4 separate regions of the Mus musculus genome follow, and all the other regions are linked to region 2. Evidence: chromatin contacts called from public HiChIP or PLAC-seq data. All regions are on one chromosome and are shown on one strand. The core of a region is the stretch at or near the end of the contact, and the rest is flanking DNA. Distances in the headings are between cores, read along the strand shown. Region 1 overlaps Rmnd5a (required for meiotic nuclear division 5 homolog A). Region 2 holds the start of Krcc1 (lysine-rich coiled-coil 1). Region 3 overlaps Rmnd5a (required for meiotic nuclear division 5 homolog A). Region 4 overlaps Gm30582 (a long non-coding RNA gene).

Evidence for each region. HiChIP or PLAC-seq counts read pairs in DNA pulled down with a chosen protein or histone mark.
Region 1: an H3K4me3 HiChIP or PLAC-seq map of bone marrow-derived macrophages shows a contact between it and region 2, with 4 times the contacts expected there. The contact joins the enhancer-like site here to the promoter of Krcc1 in region 2. A contact is called at or near these places in 6 of 39 promoter capture datasets (the 3T3-L1 cell line, 3T3-L1-derived adipocytes, the HPC-7 cell line and 2 more), 16 of 484 Hi-C or Micro-C datasets (the Ba/F3 cell line, MC3T3-E1-derived osteoblasts, adipose-derived mesenchymal stem cells and 12 more), 19 of 115 datasets of contacts at active chromatin or transcription factors (CD8 T cells, the NIH/3T3 cell line, the SCID.adh cell line and 13 more) and 4 of 9 other capture datasets (adipose tissue, embryonic stem cells, liver and 1 more).
Region 3: a contact with region 2 is called in a FOXA1 HiChIP or PLAC-seq map of pancreatic cancer cells. The contact joins the enhancer-like site here to the promoter of Krcc1 in region 2. A contact is called at or near these places in 14 of 39 promoter capture datasets (the 3T3-L1 cell line, 3T3-L1-derived adipocytes, the C10 cell line and 10 more), 1 of 15 datasets of contacts at CTCF or cohesin (CD8 T cells), 25 of 484 Hi-C or Micro-C datasets (the Ba/F3 cell line, CD8 T cells, the G1E-ER4 cell line and 18 more), 19 of 115 datasets of contacts at active chromatin or transcription factors (CD8 T cells, the NIH/3T3 cell line, the SCID.adh cell line and 13 more) and 3 of 9 other capture datasets (adipose tissue, liver and pancreatic islet).
Region 4: a contact with region 2 is called in an H3K4me3 HiChIP or PLAC-seq map of intestinal villus epithelium, with 9 read pairs. The contact joins the enhancer-like site here to the promoter of Krcc1 in region 2. A contact is called at or near these places in 2 of 484 Hi-C or Micro-C datasets (cortical glia and natural killer cells), 4 of 115 datasets of contacts at active chromatin or transcription factors (embryonic stem cells, extraembryonic endoderm stem cells, intestinal villus epithelium and 1 more) and 3 of 9 other capture datasets (adipose tissue, liver and pancreatic islet).

The regions. Positions count from the first base shown.
Region 1 is chr6:71,399,869-71,402,568 of GRCm38.p6, forward strand. The region is part of intron 4 of Rmnd5a (required for meiotic nuclear division 5 homolog A); the gene reads right to left. Among named protein-coding and RNA genes, the nearest start is that of Cd8a, 28 kb to the left of the region's middle. Within about 2 kb of position 1,448, at least 3 of the 459 cell types and tissues checked have an H3K27ac peak or open chromatin away from gene starts, as enhancers often do. A contact at or near this core is called in bone marrow-derived macrophages, where this site is marked.
Region 2 is chr6:71,270,289-71,272,988 of GRCm38.p6, forward strand. Krcc1 (lysine-rich coiled-coil 1) reads left to right here and starts at 1,389. Exons shown (of 3, transcript NM_001354706.1): 1 at 1,389-1,552. It overlaps Mir8112 (microRNA 8112), which reads left to right and starts at 1,383; the gene lies at 1,383-1,513.
Region 3 is chr6:71,417,660-71,420,359 of GRCm38.p6, forward strand. The region is part of intron 2 of Rmnd5a (required for meiotic nuclear division 5 homolog A); the gene reads right to left. Among named protein-coding and RNA genes, the nearest start is that of Rmnd5a, 22 kb to the right of the region's middle. Within about 2 kb of position 1,407, at least 71 of the 459 cell types and tissues checked have an H3K27ac peak or open chromatin away from gene starts, as enhancers often do. A contact at or near this core is called in the Ba/F3 cell line, the N1E-115 cell line, the SCID.adh cell line and 8 more, where this site is marked.
Region 4 is chr6:71,474,464-71,477,269 of GRCm38.p6, forward strand. The region is part of intron 1 of Gm30582 (a long non-coding RNA gene); the gene reads right to left. Among named protein-coding and RNA genes, the nearest start is that of Gm30582, 3.3 kb to the right of the region's middle. Within about 2 kb of position 1,343, at least 5 of the 459 cell types and tissues checked have an H3K27ac peak or open chromatin away from gene starts, as enhancers often do. A contact at or near this core is called in intestinal villus epithelium and liver, where this site is marked.

The DNA.
Region 1 (2,700 bases), core at 198-2,697, 130 kb after region 2:
ACAAATAAAAGGGTCCTGGGTTCAACCCCCAGCACTGCAACAACAAAATACACCAAAGAAACAAACCCAGAAACCATAGATATTTCTCAAGGTTCCCAGTCTTTTTTAGGATTTACTTTTATGTGTGTTTGTGTGTTGTCCCATGTATTATGCACGTGTGCATGTCGCGTACCCTCAAAGGCCACAGGAGAGCACTGGGGTCCCTTGCACTGGGGTTATAGTTTTGATCTATCATGTGAGTGCTGGGAACAAAGCCCAGGTCTTCTGGAAGTGCGACAAGTGCTCACCACTGAGTCCCAGTACTTTGAGAAGATAAAAAAAAGCATACATACACTATGTGCTCTCATGACAAAAAGATTTGTATAGCTATACTATCACTATATCTATACACAGGGAAATAATGTTCTGTTCTGAAACTCTGAAGTGCCATGAGTGATCAGGCAGCAGCTGCACAAGGAGGGACTAATTCATCTTTAACTTTAACTTTATCAGCTGTTAAAGTCAAATTTTACAAATGTGATAAGAAAGCTTCATTTTGATATTCAACTATAAAGCCTATCCTTTAATTGACTTTTATTTGGACATTTTTCAGCTAACCCAATTCACCAAGGACCACTTGAACATGAACCAGGTATGAATATAAAATGTGAGCAAGCCGAGCTGGGAATATATTCTGTGGTGGAGCGCTTGCCCAGCATGTACAAGGCCTCTGCCTTGATCCCTGGCACATGGGGAAGGGAGAACAAAGTAAAGGTGACATAAAATACGAGTAACTCTTCCTCCATTGTACCCAATAGCACCTTCCTTATCTAATAATTTCCCAACAGTACTCTTGTCCCTATCACTAGCTTGCTCAAGTCACCTAACACTAATAAATGAATGACAATTTGAGTGGATGAAACAAAAACAAACAACAAACAAAACAAACAAAAAAAACCCAACAATGTTTTTCCAGATCCTAGACCTGAGATTACAGTCTTCTCCCGATGACTCAACCAACTTTAACATTTAGGCTGCACATTAAGGAAATAATTTTTTTTAAAAATAAAAGTAAAGGCTTTTATACAAAGCAGAAGTAAATATGTCACCCAAGTACACTCACCCTCTTGACTTTGTGACATGATGGTGTCATATTTAAAGTTCATGCTAAAGAATCAGCAGGATGGGAAATAGTGTATGTTTTGTTTTCTGAAACTGGCTGATCATATTTAATATATATTCTAAGTTCATGCATTTCCCTTTAAATTTCATAATTTCACTTTTCTTTAGAGCGGAATAATGTTACACATTATATATGTAACATACTATCATGGTCCATTTATCTGCTGGACTAGGTTGGTTTTATTTCCTAGCTACAGTGATAACTTGGGGTGCAGATCACCCTGCAACACAGGGTTCTTTGTGTATATGCCCAGGAGTGGACTGCAGGCTTTAAGGAAGTTCAGATTTTGTGTTGGAGCACTCACAGGTCTCTTGGGACACATGCAGCTGAGGGCTGGTCAGCTTTTTGCTCACAGTTCAATTCAAATTGAAAGAGACAAAAGCTACTCTGCCTTGGTTTTTACTTTATACTACAGGTTCCTAATAGGGAGAGGGCACAGATTAGCATCACTTTGCTGTTGCCAAAGGATATGTAGATATCACAACCCTTTAGCCACTGCAATCTCTAAATAAGAATTTTGGGATTCTCATAATCAGACCCCCCACCCCCAATAATGGTACTTGGTGACCTAATCAGTAGTAGCCCACACTGACACTCACACAGCACCAACAGCAGCATTCTACCCTGCTCAGACTATGAAAAGGTTTGGGATATTTAAGGCTCTGTATATATAATTTCCATCACACACACACACACACACACACACACACACACACATAATAACATGATGTTACTCACATGGTTAGCTCTCCCCTCTTCTCTCCTAAATTTGCCACTTGGATGGGGTACTATTTCTGGTAAAAATGCATCTGGCCAAGGCTCACAGCCCTCACCACTATACCCATTTTCAGCATGTTAAAGACTACAAATGCCCTTCCCTTCTAATATTCCTGTGGAAGACTTCCACCACTCTTCTTATTTTTTTCCCCCTCTTGGGAATGACTAACAATACTCAGCCCTACAAGTACAAACTTAATGGGAAGCTATTAATAGTATAATCCAAATGTCTTTAAAATTCAAAAAATGGAAAACACCACAAATCAAATTCAGTGGAAGAGCTAGCAATTTCCTAACATCACTGTGGAAACAAAAAGACCACCAACAGTTCATTCAAAGGTATTATCAGCAATCTTGGTGTGTACTCAGGGTCCTGAGCCTGTATCTCCCGGCCTTTCCTCTTATCCCATCTTTGTGTCCTGCTGACCCAACCCACAAAAGCACTCTCAGCCAGTAATCATATACCAGCACAATTAACTAGGATCCAGACAGGGCAACACCAACCAAAGCATGGGATACCCACCCCCCCAAAAAAGACAAGACCAGATAGCTATACTAAGAAACACCTCAAATATCCTAACTGCAGATACCTAGATCCAAGTCCCCAAACACAAATATAAACAGTAAACATTTGGATTGTTCCTCCAGAAACAAATCTATTGCAGTAGGCCTGTGAAATGCAATTTAACTGACACAGAAGATAGGAGCTTCAAAATACCAAGTATAGTATGTTAAAAGAAGGTATGAAATGCCTCAGTGAA
Region 2 (2,700 bases), core at 139-2,638:
ATCATTAATGGACTGCTTGTCTCTGTGTGAAGCCTTTTACGGACGGAGTTTATTAGGCAGTCGGGGAGTGGCAATGCTTGGCAACGGAAGCAAGTGCAGCCTGTTGACTTACACAGTAGTGTAGTATTAACCGGAAGCAGGGCCTTTAACATGGTCCAGTGGGTGAAGGGGCTTCTAATTCCAGCACTTGGGAGTCTGAGGTAGAAGGATCCTGTATTCCAGGCCAGCCTGGGAGTAAAGCAGTCTTCGGCTTTAAAAACCAAAGACCCTAGTGGAGCTTCCTGGCTCACTCGTTAAATTTCAGCCCTTGCGAGACTGAGAGATGATAGAAAGGGATTGGTGAAGGCGAGTGGAAATGAAGGGTAGACAGACATCTCCTGAAACAGAACTGATCTTTAATCAGAACTGAAGGGCTGCAGTCTCTCAGGGAAGTGAGACTATGCCCAAGTGGCACGTGTTGGGGAGTAAGGGGTTGGGTTTTGTAGGACTGAAAGGGGGGGGGGGAGGCGGAGGGAGGGAGCTTTGGGGTTGGAAGATTCCATTTGCAGGTCAGTTCCCCTGCAGTCAGGAAGTGGGAGAGGCTAGCGGGTCTGGTATGTGGATCTCCTTATCAGAAGCTTCAGCAGTCAACAGTCAACTCTGGGCTTCTCAGTCCATCTGAGGTTTTTAAGTGATTACTTCAATCCATGCTTGGGACCAGCCTGAGCTAAAGTAAGACCCTATTACACATGGGTCGGTGTGCTGCCAAGCCCCAGAAGCTGAGTTCGACTTCTGGGGTGCATAAGGTAAAAGGAGCCCCACCCTCACTCCGCTCCACACAAAATAATGACCATGTAAAGAAAACTAAAATATACTTTAGTAGTACCTGTGTGATGTTGTATCTATGTAATAGGAGCGTGTATGGTGAGCATACCGTGTGTGTGCTTTGAGGAATACTATGCACGAACGTGTATAATCTAAGAGGGAATTTATGGACTATGCTAGCTAGCAACGTACCATGAGCAGGGATGGTGCTTAATATTTAGTCTTAATATAAGAGCACAAGAAAGAGGAAAGGCAGATGTGCGTTTCTTAGATATTTTGGCCGGTGGATCCATACATTTCCAGACTCACTTTGGCTTCCGGGCTGAACCTCGTCACTAGGTTTCTTTCCTCCAATGGCAAGAAGGACCGACACCCAAGCTCCTACCCACACGGACAGAGCCGGTTAGTCCGAAATGGCGGGAAGGGGCGGAGCACACATGGAGGGCGGGGCTAGAAAATTTCCCGAGGGCTCGGCCGCCCTGCTGCGCACGCGCACCTGCGCGCCCCCGCCGCCATGGCGCTGGCGCTGTCCAGTCAGCCGCGGGTGGTGGCGGCGACTTCCCCTCAGGAAGTCAGGTCTCCGCCTCCTCCCCCCCTCCCACCCCGCCTGCTCTGCGGCGGAGGCGGCGGCGGCGGCAGCGGTGTCTCTGCCTCTCCGCCACCTCCACCGCAGCCTCTGACCCCCGGCCGGCGTTGTTGGCGGGGAGGGGGACAGTAGTTGTAGACGCCCGCCCCTGCCTCAGAGAAGGTGAGTTCCCGCCCGGCGGCGGGGGCGGCCCGAGCTCCAGCCCTCAACTCCCGCGGCCTGGTGAAGGCCGAGCGCCCCGGCCCCGCCCCGCCGCGCCTTCGAAATGGCCGACGAGAGCCGGGCGCGGCCCCCCTCGGAGCGCCTGACTCTCTCCTCAGAACCCCTCAGCATCCGCGGCGCCATGGCCGAGGGACCTCACGGCCTGGCGAGGAAGCCGAGGTCCGAGGGGGCTAGGAGAAGAGGCGGCCGAGCCGAGGGCAGTGGGGGTTCAGTGAGGAATCCCCGTCCTCCAGCGACCCCGGGAGAGAGCAGCCTCGGTTTGGTGCAGGAGCGTGGACAGGAGACTTCCCAGCAGGCCACTTAGCGACAGGCATGAGTGGGGAATTAGGGAGCTCTGGACAGGAGGGTGGGAGCTTCCAGGTTTCCTCAAGGAAGAGGAGAGGTGAGGTGGAGGGGACGGATCACCCCGAAGCTTTTCTAGGCTTCTGGATTGCCAGGAAGACGAGTTAGAAAAAAATGTCCAGACGTCTCTTGACCGTAGTAACCCGAGTTTTAGCATTTTTTGACCAGTGTGAGAGTGGCGAGAAGCAAGATTTTATTCCAACCCTACTGACTAGGAGCAGAACTGAGCTGTGTTCTGGAGTGCTCCGAGTGACTTTGGCCTTTAAAAAAAAGTGTAAGGAGAGAAGGCCTGAAGTAGACAGGAGAGGTGAAAACTCCCCAAGGGTTAGGCATTGCTTCTGCCGGCTGAGAACTAGGAAGTTAGGCGCCTCCTTCATCCCAGTTACATTTCAAAGAATTGCTTCTATAGACTCTGAAAGACCGCTGAGCTGTGGGAAATAAGCTTAAAATGAGGGGATAGTTAGAGTCTTTGTTGGGCGTGGTGCTGAGCGCCTTAAATCCCTAGCAGTGGAGGGGCAGAGGCCATCCTGGTCTACATGAGAATTCCTAGCCAGCACGAGCTATAGAGTGAAACACTACCTCAGGAAAAAAAACAAAAATGGCCTGGGACCGGGCAGAATTTGTTAGCTTTTTAAGAGTGAGCTCTACTGTGGGTAGAACTCCTTAGACCCCAGCATCACAAACACGGAGGCGTGTCATCTGTTGAGGGCTAAAATAAACAGTAAACCTGACAGCCAGAGCTTTTC
Region 3 (2,700 bases), core at 157-2,656, 150 kb after region 2:
TGTGAATAAACATAGCCCCGGGTAGAAATGACTTGTCTAATAATTACTTCTCAATCTTATCAACCAGCCTACAAACTTGTCAACAGCGATTTAATTCACTAGGAAAGAAAGAAAACCACCACGGAAAATAAAAAATGCTTTCAAAGATATCTTTACTCGTTAATATATATTATCAGTTTGCTTGTTTTTAGAAACAGGGTTTTATGTAGCTAAGGTGGCCTCAAACACAATGTAATAAAGATGATCTTGAACTCTTGACACCCTGCCTTCCTTACAAGTGCAGAGACTAAGTATACAGACTCCATAACATACAATCAGAATTTTAATAGTTACTGGTAGCTTCCTGCTGAAGGACTATACCTCCCAGCTTCTCTTGAGGACTATGGAAGTCATTTCCACATCCCATCTTCCTCTGTAGGCATTCTGGCCATTCAAACATGTGGGTAATAGTGAATATTCATGCAGTGAATAGACATGTCTTAGGGTTTTACTGCTGTGAACAGACACCATGACCAAGGCAACTCTTATAAGGACAACATTTAATTGGGGCTGGCTTACAGGTTCATAGGTTCAGTCCATTATCTTCAAGGCAGGAGCATGGCAGGATCCAGGCAGGCATGGTGCAGGAGGAGCTGAGAATTCTACATCTTCACCTGAAGGCTACTAGCAGAATACTGGCTTCCAGGTAGCTAGGATGAGGATCTTAAAGGCCACATTCACAGTAACACACCTACTCCAACAAAGCCATACCTACTCCAACAGGGCCACACCTTCTAATAGTGCCACTTTCTGGGATGAGCATATGGAAACCATCACACTGCCTAAGGTCAGACCAAGCCTTTCTTTCCTTCTGCCTTTTTTCTCTACAGCTGCTTTTAAAATAATCTAACAGTTACCACTAACACTATCTGTTCAAATAATACAATTCTTTGGATAATTAATTTCCTTGAGATATATACCAAAAAATAAATGCTTATTGAGAAACCTTTTAAAAGTCTAGCATTTAAACAGTGGTATGTATGGAGTTTTACAAGGATGCCCTTCACATCTTCACTTTCCCTTCACAAAGCCTTCTATGGTTACTACTACATAGGTAAGAAAAACAGAACACCCTTTCCAGTAGGATTATCTTTAACCACAGTGAAACTTTCTAACATAGTTGCGGTCTTGGACAGAAGAATACATGTTTCTAAACTCCCTTCAACTATCTATTCTTTCATTTTAAGCAATTAAGGAAGACAAGAAACCCTTTTACAGTTTATGTTCTCGTTGCACGTAATAAAAATTAAAGCCAAAATATAAATGGATGTTGAGGGATGAAATACAAGTCAACTCCCTTTGTGGTAACTGTAGGTTCTTACTCAGTGTTGCATCAGAGCTGGCATTGCTTCCAGCTTCTGTTACTAGGTGACCAAACACATTTACATGGCTAGCCAGGAAATCAACAACACGGTAAACCAGCAGAGGCACTATGTGAAGAAACACCTCTATTATTAGCACCACATGCTTGACTTTTCCCTTTCATATTTGTAAAACAATGAGAGTTACATACCATTTAGGAAGCAGAGGCCTGAGGATCCTGAGTTCAGTGTCAGCCTGGGTTACACAGCAAACTAAAAGCAAACAATATGCCAGGCATGGTGGCACATACCTTTAATTCCAATATTGGTAGGCTGAGGCTGGCAAATCTCTGAGTTTCAGGCCCTGCTGGTCTACAGAATGAGTTACAGGATAGCCAGGTTTACCCAGAGAAACCCTGTCTTGAAAAACAAACAATAAAGCAAAGAGAAGCCTGGCATGATGATCTTACACTGGGAGAAGGAGTCAAACAAGAACCAAAAAAGGACAACAAAGTGTGTCCATTTATGCAGGACACAATAAAGCTTGGAAAAAGAAAACCACAACATACTAAACTTAAGAGACTGAAGGGTAGAGAAGTCATGAGAACTAAATTACAGCCTATATATGCTATCTCTTTAACCACTTCATATATACAATCAGGTAGGTTTAAAGAGTAGTTTTTATTGCTCACCTAAATGCATTCGTGAATCACAGTTACTGAGCAGTCCATTGTAAAACAGTATTTGCTTTAATTCCTAAGTGCCAATTCTCAGTGTTATTTCTAAGCTTCCCATCTACTTATGAAAAACTGGCATATGAACCCAACAATTGGTTACTGTTGGACCTACAAGGAACTGGTTCTTTCTCAGCATCTAGTTAATCTGGGTTAGTAAGACAAAGCAAACTCCAAAGGACTCTCAACAGAGTAAGGAGACCTGGATTGAGAGAAATCACTACTTCATATTCAACTCACAAAGAGTATTGAAGCAACCTCCAACTGAAAAGACAGACAGCCAATCTAAGAGGAAACCATGGGCAAAAGAATATGAAATTCACAAGAAGTCATCCTAATGTTAACATGTGAAAAGATGCTCCACTTCAAAACACAGGAAAGGCAAGGTGAGTCTGACCAGACACTATTTCACACCCACCTGGTTACTATCTGGCCATTGCAAATGTGATGAGAAAAGAGGGAACAGCACTGCCCCAGGTGTGCTGAACAGGACTGTAAACTGGTATAAACCCTAAGGGGAAAGTCTGGCAACACCCTGTAAAGCTGATGCTAAGGTTCAAAACCTATGAGGAAATAAACCTGTACTTAGCATATGCTAGACCACAGTCCTTCACAAGCTATGGCTG
Region 4 (2,806 bases), core at 93-2,592, 200 kb after region 2:
ACAGAATATATATGATCTTCATGCTTGCTCTACACTTATGGAGTATATTTTGAAAAAAAAAAGTATGTGCAGTGATGGTGAGGGATGTATAACTTCTTTGATGGGTAATAGAATATATCAAAAATATTTTAAATATTCCTGCCCTTTGGTTAAAAATATTTTTTATAGAATTTCTCCTAAGAAAATGATCAGTTATGATAACTTGTGGGATCATGTAAGAGAATCAAAGATGGTTGGCAATGCCCATTGGAATTCCAAATATTGAAAATGTCCATCTGAAAGATTAGAGGTTTGGTTGCATAGATTATGATATAGCTAAACACGGATGAATGGTGTTACAGGAATGAAAGAGCAGAATACATTTCTAAGTGAAGAAAGTAATTTATAAAATTGTATGTATGTGTACTATTGTCCCATACTGTGTGTGCATGTCTATGTGCATTTTCATGTGTGTAATTGGGTGCATGCATGCCACAGAATGTCCACATAATGGTGCATGAGTGGACTACAACTTTGGGTGTTGGTTCTTGCTTCTACACATCCTTAGAGACAGCTCTCTTTTGTTGTTTTCGTTCATGAATGGCAGCCTATCTGGCCCACAGACTTCTATGGATTCTCCTATGCCTGCCTCCCATCTTGTCTTAAGAGGACAGGAATTATAGACACTTGCTGCTGTACTGACCTTTAATGAGTTCTGGAGATTCAAACTCAGGTCCTTATGCTTATGTGTCAAGTGCTTTTACCCATTGACATTGATATTTTATCCCCAGCCCTTGTTTATCACATTAAATTAAAAATTTTTACAATAAATCTGAAGTTGCCCTTATAAATGTGCCTCTGCATGTAATGTGCCTTTCTGACTACTGTCAAGCTTTGTTTTCATGACTATTTTTCAGATGCTAAGATTGGATGATCTGTATCTTAAAGGCTTGGACCCAGGTGAAGCTATTTGGATATGGTGGGTCCTTTAATAGACAGGTCCAGTGAGAGGGTGTCTTTAGGTCATTGAGGGTGTACCCTCAAAAGAGATTATGACTCCAACAAATGATGGTAAGGTAGAGAAGGGCAGAGGAGGACACTAAGTTCTGGCCTCCTCTTTTCTTCCTAGCAATGAGCTTTTTCTTGCCACATGTCGTTGCTGCTAAACTACCTCATCATAGATTCAAAGCCAACCACCATTGGCGGCGAAATCCTCTCAACTCTTGAGCCAAGTAATTTTTTTCTCTTTGTAAGATCATTTCCAATGTTTGTTGCAGTGATAAAAAGCTGATAAACATACTAGCAAGCTCTGCTCTGGTGTGTAACTGTTACTTTGGAACAGTGATACTTTGGACCTTGCCTTCCTGATCTGTCAGGTGAGAGCAGACCAGTGCAGACATTAAAGCTAGTTACTCTCCCAATGAGGTGACACTTTGTATGTTAGCCAAGGTCTTATAAATAATAAACTTTCCCTCCCTAGTCTGTGGGGGAAAAGCCTTATTCTCATTTCTGCGTGAATTCCAGTTACTGATATATCTATTCCTTTTAGTGGCTCTTCATCCAGCTTGGGAAATTCTTTCTCATGCACACATTGATCTATATGTGGTCAAGTACTCAAGAGATACCCTCTGAACATCTCTGGAAAAGTGTCTCCATAAAACTTTCTGCTCTGTGGGCTGGAGAGATGGCTCAGCAGTTATAGAGAACTTACTGCTGTTCCAGAGGGAGGACCTGTTCAGTTCTCAGCACCCATGCCAGGTGGCTTACAACTGCCTGTAAGTCCAGACTCCTGGCCTGGCTGGGCTCCCTGTCCCTATATTATGGCATTCAAATTGTCTCCATACATACACAGTTGGAAGAAGAATAGTACAAACACAGTGCATATAGCCAGGGTTGCATAACTACATGGTTAAGACTTCGCAGGTGGCTTTTAGGTATGGATTGAAACAAGATGGAGTTTCAGAAATGGAAATGCCACAGGTTGAGGTCGCTGCTAGTGGGTTAGCTCTAGGGAAGTAAGAAGGAAATCCTGGGTGTGTTGTGAGCTGAGACACAAAAGTCAAGAGGAGAAATAGGTGAACAGGGAACTGCAATCTGTAGCTTCAGGAAGTGGAGAGAGAGAGGAGGAGCAGAAAGGAAGGATGGCTCTGAACTAGACACAAGGGGAGCAGAGGGGAGGTGTTTGTGGAAGTAGTTGGAAGAAATGCTAAGGTATGACAAACCATAAGGTCAATGACAGTCATTCAATGGCTCAAGGGCTAAAGGCACAGCTGCCAAGCTGATGACCTCAGCTTGATCCCCAGGACCCAGGTAGTGGAAGGCAAGCCCTGGTTCCTGGATGCTGTCTTCTAACCTCCACATATGTGCTACGTGTGCACACACAAAATAAATATCACAGAAAAGAAAGATGAATGAAAAGGGGAGGTCGAGTGGGAGACATTTCCAGGGAAGGTTCCTTGGTGCACTTGATACGACCTCAGAGGAGAATGGAGAACCAGTGTGAACATGATACTCTGAAGTCTGTCTTGGCTAGGGGAGCTTTTGCAATAGTCCTAGTGGTGTTTACTTCCCCATGGTAGATGGTAATCGGATTAAATGGTTCAGGAAAAGAGACGCTTGGGCTAGCTGGCTGACCCCTTATCTCTGCAGCACTCTTAGCCTATTGAGTGGCATTGCCCACATTCAGGGGAGACACCCCTCTCAGCTGCTGTACCAACAGTCTCTAGAAATGCCCAGTGACATGCTCACAAGTGAATTTTTACTAGTATAGGCTCTTCTCAATCCAAAGTTGACAGCTAAGTTAACCATCACACTATTTGATGTTCAA